Linked DNA regions of Mus musculus: region 1 is linked to region 2. A link is a contact called in public Hi-C data. All regions are on one chromosome and are shown on one strand. Each heading gives the region's core, a stretch centred on a gene start, on an enhancer-like site or on the middle of the called end of the contact. The rest is flanking DNA. Distances are from core to core; before and after follow the strand shown. Region 1 overlaps Lmbr1 (limb region 1). Region 2 overlaps Rnf32 (ring finger protein 32).

Evidence for each region. A called contact is a pair of places that touch in the nucleus more often than the background predicts.
Region 1: a contact with region 2 is called in a Hi-C map of the N1E-115 cell line, with 6 times the contacts expected there. The contact joins two enhancer-like sites. A contact is called at or near these places in 3 of 39 promoter capture datasets (cranial neural crest, hippocampal neurons and liver), 1 of 484 Hi-C or Micro-C datasets (the N1E-115 cell line) and 1 of 9 other capture datasets (pancreatic islet).

What each region holds. Positions count from the first base shown.
Region 1 is chr5:29,316,299-29,320,560 of GRCm38.p6, reverse strand. The region is part of intron 5 of Lmbr1 (limb region 1); the gene reads left to right. Among named protein-coding and RNA genes, the nearest start is that of Gm42244, 44 kb to the right of the region's middle. Within about 2 kb of position 2,925, at least 9 of the 459 cell types and tissues checked have an H3K27ac peak or open chromatin away from gene starts, as enhancers often do. A contact at or near this core is called in the N1E-115 cell line, where this site is marked.
Region 2 is chr5:29,208,472-29,213,079 of GRCm38.p6, reverse strand. All of the region lies in intron 8 of Rnf32 (ring finger protein 32), which reads right to left. Among named protein-coding and RNA genes, the nearest start is that of Rnf32, 15 kb to the right of the region's middle. RefSeq lists an enhancer at 276-1,082. Within about 2 kb of position 1,284, at least 25 of the 459 cell types and tissues checked have an H3K27ac peak or open chromatin away from gene starts, as enhancers often do. A contact at or near this core is called in the N1E-115 cell line, where this site is marked.

The DNA.
Region 1 (4,262 bases), core at 1,676-4,175, 110 kb before region 2:
AATTATTTTTACTCATAACTTTTCTTTTTTTTCTTTTTCTTTTTCTTAGATATTGTCTTAGTTAGGGTTTTACTGCTGTGATCAGACACCAAGACCAAGGCAAGTCTTATAAAAAAACAACAACATTTAATTGGGGCTGGCTTACAGGTTCAGAGGTTCAGTCCATTATCATCAAGGTGAGAGCATGGCAGTATCCAGGCAGGCATGGCACAGGAGGAGCTGAGAGTTCTATATCTTCATCCAAAGGCTGCTAGTGGAAGACTGACTTCCAGGCAACTAGGGTGAGGATTTTATACCCACACCCACAGTGACACACCCATTCCAACCTGGTCACACCTATTTCAACAAGGCCACACCTTCAGATGGTGCCACTCCCTGGTCCAAGGATATACAAACCATCACAGATATCTTCTTTATTTACATTTCAAATGTTATCCCCTTTCCTGGTTTCCCTTCTGAAAACCCTCCCCCCTCACCACCCCACCTACTCCCACTTCCTTGTCTTGGCATTCCCCTACACTGGGGCATTGAGACTTATAGGACCAAGGGCCTCTCTTCCCATTGATGTCCAACAAGGCCATCCTTTGCTGCATATGCAGCTGGAGCCATGGGTTCCTCCTTGTGTACTCTTTGGTTGGTGGTTTAGTCCCTGGGAGCTCTGGGGGTACTAATTGGTTCATATTGTTGTTCCTCCTATGGGGCTGCAGACCCCTTCAGCTCCTTGGGTTCTCTCTAGCTCCTCCATTGGGGACCTTGTACTCAGTCCAATGGTTGGCAGAGAGCATCCACCTCTGTGTTTGTCAGTCACTGGCAGAGCCTCTCAGGAGACTCCTATCAGGCTCCTGTCAGCAAGCACTTGTTGGCATCCACAATATTTTCTGGGTTTGGTGACTATATATGGAATGGATCCCCAGGTGGGGCAGTCCCTGGATAGTCTTTCCTTCAGTCTCTGCTTCACACTTTGTCTCTGTATCTCCTCCCATGGTGTACTGGCTAGTTTTGTGTCAACTTGACACAGCTGGAGTTATCACAGAGAAAGGAGCTTCAGTTGAGGAAATGCCTCCATGAGATCCAACTGTAAGGCATTTTCTCAATTAGTGATCAAGGGGGAAAGGCCCCTTGTAGGTGGGACTATCCCTGGGCTGGTAGTCTTGGGGGTCTATAAGAGAGCAGGCTGAGCAAGCCAGGGGAAGCAAGCCAGTAATGAACATCCATCCCTCCATGGCCTCTGCATCAGCTTCTGCTTTCTGACCTGCTTGAGTTCCAGTCCTGACTGCCTTGGTGATGAACAGCAGTATGGAAGTTTAAGCTGAATAAACCTTTTCCTCCCCAACTTGCTTCTTGGTCATGATGTTTGTGCAGGAATAGAAACCCTGACTAAGACACATGGGTATTTTGTTTCCTCTTCTAAGAAGGACCAAAGTATCCATACTTTGGTCTTCCTTCTTCTTGAGCTTCATGTCGTCTGTGAATTGTATCTTGGGTATTCTGAGCTATTGGGCTAATATCCACTTACCAGTGAGTGCATATCATGTGTGTTCATTTGTGATTGGGTTACCTCACTTAGGGTGATATTTTACAGTTCCATCCATTTGCCTAAGAATTTCATGAATTCATTGTTTTTAATAGCTGAGTAGTATTCCATTGTGTACATGTACCACATTTTCGGTATCCATTCTTTTGTAGAGGGACATCTGGGTTCTTTTGAGCTTCTGGCTATGATAATGGAGCATGTGTCCTTATTACATGGTGGAACATCTTCTGGGTATATGCCCAGGAGTGGTATAGCTGGGTCCTCAGGTAGTACTTTGTCCAATTTTCTGAGGAACCACCAGACTGATTTCAAGAGTGGTTGTACCAGCTTGCAATCCCACCAACAATGGAGGAGTGTTCCTCTTTCTCCACATTCTTGCCAGCATCTGCTGTAACCTGAGTTTTTGATCTTAGCCATTCTGACTGGTGTGAGGTGGAATCTCAGGGTTGTTTTGATTTACATTTCCCTGATGATTAAGGTTGTTGAACATTTCTTTAGGTGCATCTCAGCCATTCGGTATTCCTTGGTTGAGAATTCTTTGTTTAGCTCTGTACCCCATTTTTTAATAGGATTATTTGGTTCTCTGGAGTCTAATTTTTGAATTCTTTGTATATATTGGATATTAGCCTTCTGTTGGGTGTAGGGTTGGTAAAGATCTTTCCCCAATTTGTTGGTTGCTGTTTTGTCCATACATGGCTTTAAAAATCCTTGTCCTAAGCACATATTTAAGCATGCTTGTCTCTCGAAACCCTTCGCGGGTCACCATGTCCTTTTTCGTCTTTCATGGCACTGAAGTGTTGACTGTTTGGACAGTGCAGTCCACATCATCAGATGCTGGATGCTGGTTCCTGGTCACAAGGGGGTTAACGTTTGTCAGCAGGTAGAGGCCAGGAAGTCGAGTTCAGCAGGTAGTGGCTGTGGTGACCACCATTGCTCTGACTTGGGAAGCTAGGGGATGAATGGGTGTCATAAAAAACCAGTATAAATAATTTGTTTGTTAATGCTAAGGATGGGAAAAGATGGCTGTGGTTTGGAGGTAGAGTGGGGTCCAAGAATTAATGGTGTCCAAGAAGCCTGACTTCGCTGGCACACCAAGAAGAAGGGACCAGGGAAGGGAGATCTGAGGGTTCATTGGGTATTAACATGAGATTACAGGCCTGTGTCTGTCTACGTCTGTCTCTCTGATGTGTTCGTTTGATGACTAAATGAGGTAATTTATGTAAAGGCACAGCTTAGGACTTATTACATTCCCCCCCCCCTTTTTTTTCTGTTTTCAAAACCATTTATATATATATTTTTAGACCTGCAATTTATAAGGAGAATAGTGAGGAGATGGCCCTAAGAAAATAGCAGCTTCACCATAGTAAAAAGACAGATGGCGCTGACAAGATGATTCAGCTTGCTGCCAAGACTGATGACTTAAGGTTAGTCCTCAGAACCATATGGTAGAAGGAGAGAACTGACTCCTGCAAGTTGTCCAGTGGTCCCTCATGTGCCCTGTGCCACAGGCTCTCCCCCCACCCCCAACAAACAAGCAAATAGATATATTCAATTAAAAATAAAAGAGAGATGAAAGAGCCTGAAAGGACACTGAAAGCCCTGGAGACCTTAAGTGTGCTGTTGTGCGTAGCACAGTGATTTAATTAAGATGTGTGTAGTCTGTGAATGCACTTGGCTAATGAGCATGTTGATCGAAAGCACTGGCCAGTCCTGAGTAATGTCAGATTATCAGGTGCTCTAACATTCTAAATTATTTTCTGCACTTTGAAGTAGAGAGTGTAGAAGCAAAACAAGCCAGTTTAAGCATTAGGGGTTGCATCCTTTGACAAAAGCTACTGGAAGGTAAGGTGTGTTACAGAGCCTACAGAAATGGTTTCAGATTAAGTGGTCAATGTTATTTTAAAGTGCATGCATATATATTCAGTTTTAAAATCAGTTACAGGAAAGCTACAAAGGGTGCTAGCATTGTACAATAAATATATATCTCTTCAGTGTCTTGAAATCTGGTATGACATGTGACTCCTGGGGGCTATCTGCACAGGTTCTCAGTGTTTCTCCAGCAGCAGCAGTCTCTGGCTTCTGTGGCTATATTAGAACAGTGAACTATACTATACTATGAGGCTGCTCTTCGTGCTGTGGTTGACTGCAGTCATCACAGTGTTTACAAAGATGGCTGATGAGTATACGTGCTCATGTATGCTCCTGCCTGACTGTTTGCTGATTGACTTCATCAGGCATATCTGTTTCTGACTAATACTGGAGAGAGAGTAGAAACTTTCTTAGTGTAAAGGTACCCAGTGACTTGAGTCATGACAAACTCACAGTCTGCCTAGTTCCATTTCCCTTTCCCCTGTGATACCCTCCTGGGGTGTTTTACTGAGTTTACATCTGGTATATTCTCTAAGTGGCACATGGCTCCCATGCATCTATGGATTCCCCTGGGCAATTGATTTTAAAACAGCTCCTTGCATGTTGTGCAGAGATGTGGAAATTGGCTACTGGCTGCAGGATGAATGCACAGCTTGAATTGAAAATCTAGCGAAGCAGAATTCTCTACTTACAGCTGTGTTAATTCAAATAGGACATTTTAGGCCTAGAGAGCTGGTCACATCTTCTAAGGGCTGTAAGTAGCCTTTCTTACATGGGGGTGAGTTGCTTTTTCTTTAGGACCATCTAGTCACTTTTTTTTTTTAAATGAATTCTCAAGTATAAGAGAACATAGTTTTGA
Region 2 (4,608 bases), core at 35-2,534:
CTCACTGTAATCAATCCAAAGCAACTACTAAATATTTCTGAAATGTCAAATTCTTATTTTCAGAAATTCTTATTTCCTCACTTATGTTCATTAATAACCTTCATACTTCAAAGGGCAAGGATAACAAGAAAAACATGTCAACTTAGTTCTAGTTTTTAAACATTAATGCTTAATATTATGAATTTCAGATAAAACAAAATTTCAATTTAGAAATATGAATACCTTAACTTTTTTTTTCCTTTTAAATCTCCTATTTTGGATATTTGATAAATTTAATAACCAGGAGTCCAGGTACTTGATATGTAAAGCAATTAGTGGTCATTTGAAAACAGTACACTGGCTAAAAGTTAAAAAAAATACCAACAAAAGCATTTAGGTGAACTCTGTCTGCTCAGGAGAGTCCTAAGTGATCCATCTAATGTCAGCAAATTGCTTACTAATGTGTTGACTTAGGGCCACCCTCAAAAGCAAAATGAAAAGCCTGGAATTTATAGCATCTCAATGCATCAGCTGATAAGCTTTTACTGGTTTAATATCCTTCCAGGCTTGCAGCTTGGAGCCACTTCAAGTTAGCAACAGAATGTTTGCCATCTCTATGTGATAAAGGAAGTCAAAGGGATGAACAAACTTCAGGACCATTATGCTGTTTGGTGAGATGGAAATGAAAAAGCTAGAGAAGTCACGGGTTGGGGGTGTGTGAGAGCTGGGCCTTCAAGTCCGGCATCTGACGGATTGTTAGCCTCACCCCTCAAACAATGGTCTGGACTTTAGCTGGAGCAGAGATAACATAGTGCATTTGGAAAGTTTTAATTGCAGCAATAAAAGACTATGCCTCAATTATAGGACAGATGCTAGCAAAGTTTCCAGATAAGGATCAAAGGCATCTAAGGAGTGGCCACTGCACTTTGGGACACACTAGGCTTTCTGTACACACTGCTGGGGAATTAGCACATCAGCTTTCCGACCTTTCTAGGTCCTTTGATCTGAGTTCCCAAGCAAGTAAGTGTATCAAGACTACTGTATCAGCCACACAGGTCCAACACTCCCTTGCTGAATTTTAATCCTGACACTCACCAGTACAAAACCTAACACCTGACCTTTGCAGTTCTTACCACAAAAGTTCAGTGTGCTTAAAAGAACCTGTGTTGTCACACTACACCACTTTGCTCCGCTTCTGTTTTGCTAGCAGCATGCCTACGATATTTTAAATCCAGACCACCTTGGAAAGAGAACGTCTTAGTGTATGAGAACATTGTGTTTGTAGAATTTAGATGGATAAAACCCAAAGAAAAGAGCTTCATTAACTTTCCAAGGAAAAGAAGGGGAAAATGTAGAACCACAATTTGTGTTTTAGCAAGATAGATTATAAACTCAGAATGATCTGAGCTAACCTGATCCAGAGTACTGAAAGCATATTCATCTCAGCATATGGAGCATTCAAGGACAAAGCTCCCAAGTGCATTATTACCCCTTTCTTTTCTATTCATTAGACTTCTTTTTTTCTGATGGGACTTTAGTTGGATCTAGAGTGCCTGTTCTCCAGCAGATTAGAGGCTTTAGCTACATGTCCGCTAAGGTGGTAGAGCATCTGATGAGGTCAGTTTTGTAAGGCAAAGCTGCAGCTCAGCAGTCACACTGGTGCTGCAAAGCTTTTGTTTTTAGTTGCTATTATATGATACTAACATAAATGGTATTTTGTTTTTAAAATGTCTTTAGTTCTGGTTTCCACTGAGGCACAGATCACAGTGGCTGCTCAGAAAGGGACCAGATGCCACTTCCACTTTGCTGACTCACTGGAGCACTGTCTACCCATCTTTGACAGCAGTGAGCCAGATGGATTTCTTGTAGTAACAGACTTTCTTTCTGTCTCTGCCTTTCTTTCTTTCTTTCTTTCTTTCTTTCTTTCTTTCTTTCTTTCTTTCTTTCCTTCCTTCCTTCCTTCCTTCCTTCCTTCCTTCTCTCTCTCTCTCTCTCTCTTTCTTTCTTTCTTTCTTTCTTTCTTTCTTTCTTTCTTTCCCTCCCTCCCTCCCTCTCTCTCTTTCTCTTTCTTTCTTTCTTTCTTTCTTTCTTTCTTTCTTTCTTTCTTTCTTTCTTTCTTTCCCTCCCTCCCTCCCTCTCTCTTTCTCTTTCTTTCTTTCTTTCTTTCTTTCTTTCTTTCTTTCTTTCTTTCTTTCTTTCCCTCCCTCCCTCCCTCCCTCCCTCCCTCCCTCCCTCCCTCTCTCTCTCTCTCTTTCTTTCTTTCTTTCTTTCTTTCTTTTTCCTTCTCTCTTTCCTTCTCTCTTTCCTTTTTCTTTCTCTTTCCTTTCTTTCTTTCTTTCTTTCTTTCTTTCTTTCTTTCTAATGCAAAAGTGAATTTTACTCTTTGTTCATGGTGAAAAGGAGATATATCTTAAATATATGGTAATTTCCAGATTAAAAGAATTGTTACCATCTGCAGATGGTCAATTTGCTACCTCCACATTGTTATTCACACGTCCTATTTACTAAACTCTCCAGTTTCTGACTCAAACCTTCAATCAGATCTCAATACTTAAATTACTAATCTTAAGTTTTGTGCAGTTAAGATGGGCCAGCAGACATGGGAAAAAACATAGGGCCTCCTATCTTCCTAGAACAACTTGGTATTTCTGGAATGCTGCTAACTGTATCACAAAGCTAGTCTCTCACTCAAAGAAGCTTGCTAGAGACATTGTTCACTGTGGCTCTGGAATTTGTTCTCAATGTAGTTACTTCTAGGAAATCTCTAGGCACACTGATTTACCTCAAACTGGACTTGAATTTTAGCAAACAGTTTTGTTTTTGAAGACCATCATAGGTTCAAGCTGCAGGGCCAACTTAAAAAAAAAAATAAACCAATCTTTGATTTAGCTTGGGCTAAATCAAAGAAAGTGAAAATAAGTTTACAAAGACAGTTTCTTTTGTTAAAAGGAGTGCCCTGAAACCTTAACTAGGTAAACACATCTGACCAAGATGGCTTCTGTTTTTCATTAACACAGAAATAGACAGGCAGAAAGTAACTATTTCTCATCCTACAGGTGGGAGCTACACTTTATAATCTGCTATGATTGGCTAATTGGCTTGAGAGAGATGGGAGTTCTGGGAATAAGGGCCTTTGTTGGGCTAACTACCTTTGATTAAAAAAAAAAATTGTTTCTCACATATTAAGGAGCCAGGGCCAGCAGTTACATTTTTATTTTAGATATACTAATGTCCAATTCCTAAAGCATCTTTATTTACCACCTCATGTTAGGGTGTTTTGGGGCAAGAGGATGGCTCAGTGCATGAAGAGCACTTGCTGCTCCAACATGAGGGCCTGGTTTCAATCCCCAACACCAGAGTAAAAAGCTAGACATGGATGCCTATGCTTGCAACTCCAAGAGACAGGTTGATTCCTGAGCCTTGCTGACCAATTAGTCTAACAACCCACACACTCAGGGAGAGACCCTGTCTCAAGGAAAGAAGGTAGAGACCAGTATAACAGGGTATACTTCTGGCTAAACACATAGCCGCACAGACAGACACACACACCATTTATACACATGCACATACCTGAACAAACACACCACAAAGTCATATGCACACTTTTTTTAGCCTTTATAAATTGAAAACATTAAACATTTTTTAAAATTAGATTTTTAAATTTACATTTCAAATATTATCCTCCTTCCTGGTTTCCCCTCCGAAAAACTCCCCCTCCCCTCTCCCTGCTCACCAATCCACCTACTCCCACTTCCTGACCTTGGCATTCCCCTACACTGGGGCATTGAGCCTTCACAGGACCAAGGGCCTCTCTCCTCCCATTGATGACCAACAAGGCCATCCTCTGCTACATACACAGCTGGAGCCATGAGTCTGACCATGTGTACTCTTTGGTTGGTGGTTTAGCCCCTGGGAGCTCTGGGGGTACTGGTTAGTTCATATTGTTGTTCCTCTTATGGGACTGCAAACTTTTTGTTGTTGTTTTTACTGAAACCATTTTTCTTGTAAAATATAAAATTGTTTCTATTATCATAAATCTATATTGAACTTACTAAGGCAGTGTGCTGTGCCTCGGGCTGACTAAGTCTTGCACATGTACTATCTTTCTGTAACACTTGTTCCTCTGTTGTCCTATTCTCACTGTGAATTATTAATTTCACTTCTGTGATGAAAACATTTTAAAAATATAAGAAAATGGTTGGAACTCCTAAACATTTATATATGTCTGTGAGCTAATATTCTTTCACCAAACTTATAGTTTTATTAGCAGTAAAGATGGCTGCTTTGCTGTGCCCAGAACAATCAAGTTTCGACCCTGGAACCTGATGCAGTGGCTTCTGTCGTGTCCACAAGTCACGCCTCCACCTAACAAGGGTGCTGCCCAGGCAGTAGCCGTCGACCCTACTTTCATTCAGTGTTTAGCTATTCCAAACCCGAGCAGTGTTGGTGGGCTATGGTATGAAGTACTGTTTTCATGCATTTAGTGAATGGCCTAAAATTCAATTTTATATGCTGATAATATGTGGCTTTCTCCACATCACCAGCTGTCCATTATTTAATGGGGACTTTAGCTACCAAATATGTTTTGTATTCAAATGTTTATCTTTTCAAACATATAATGGATCTTCC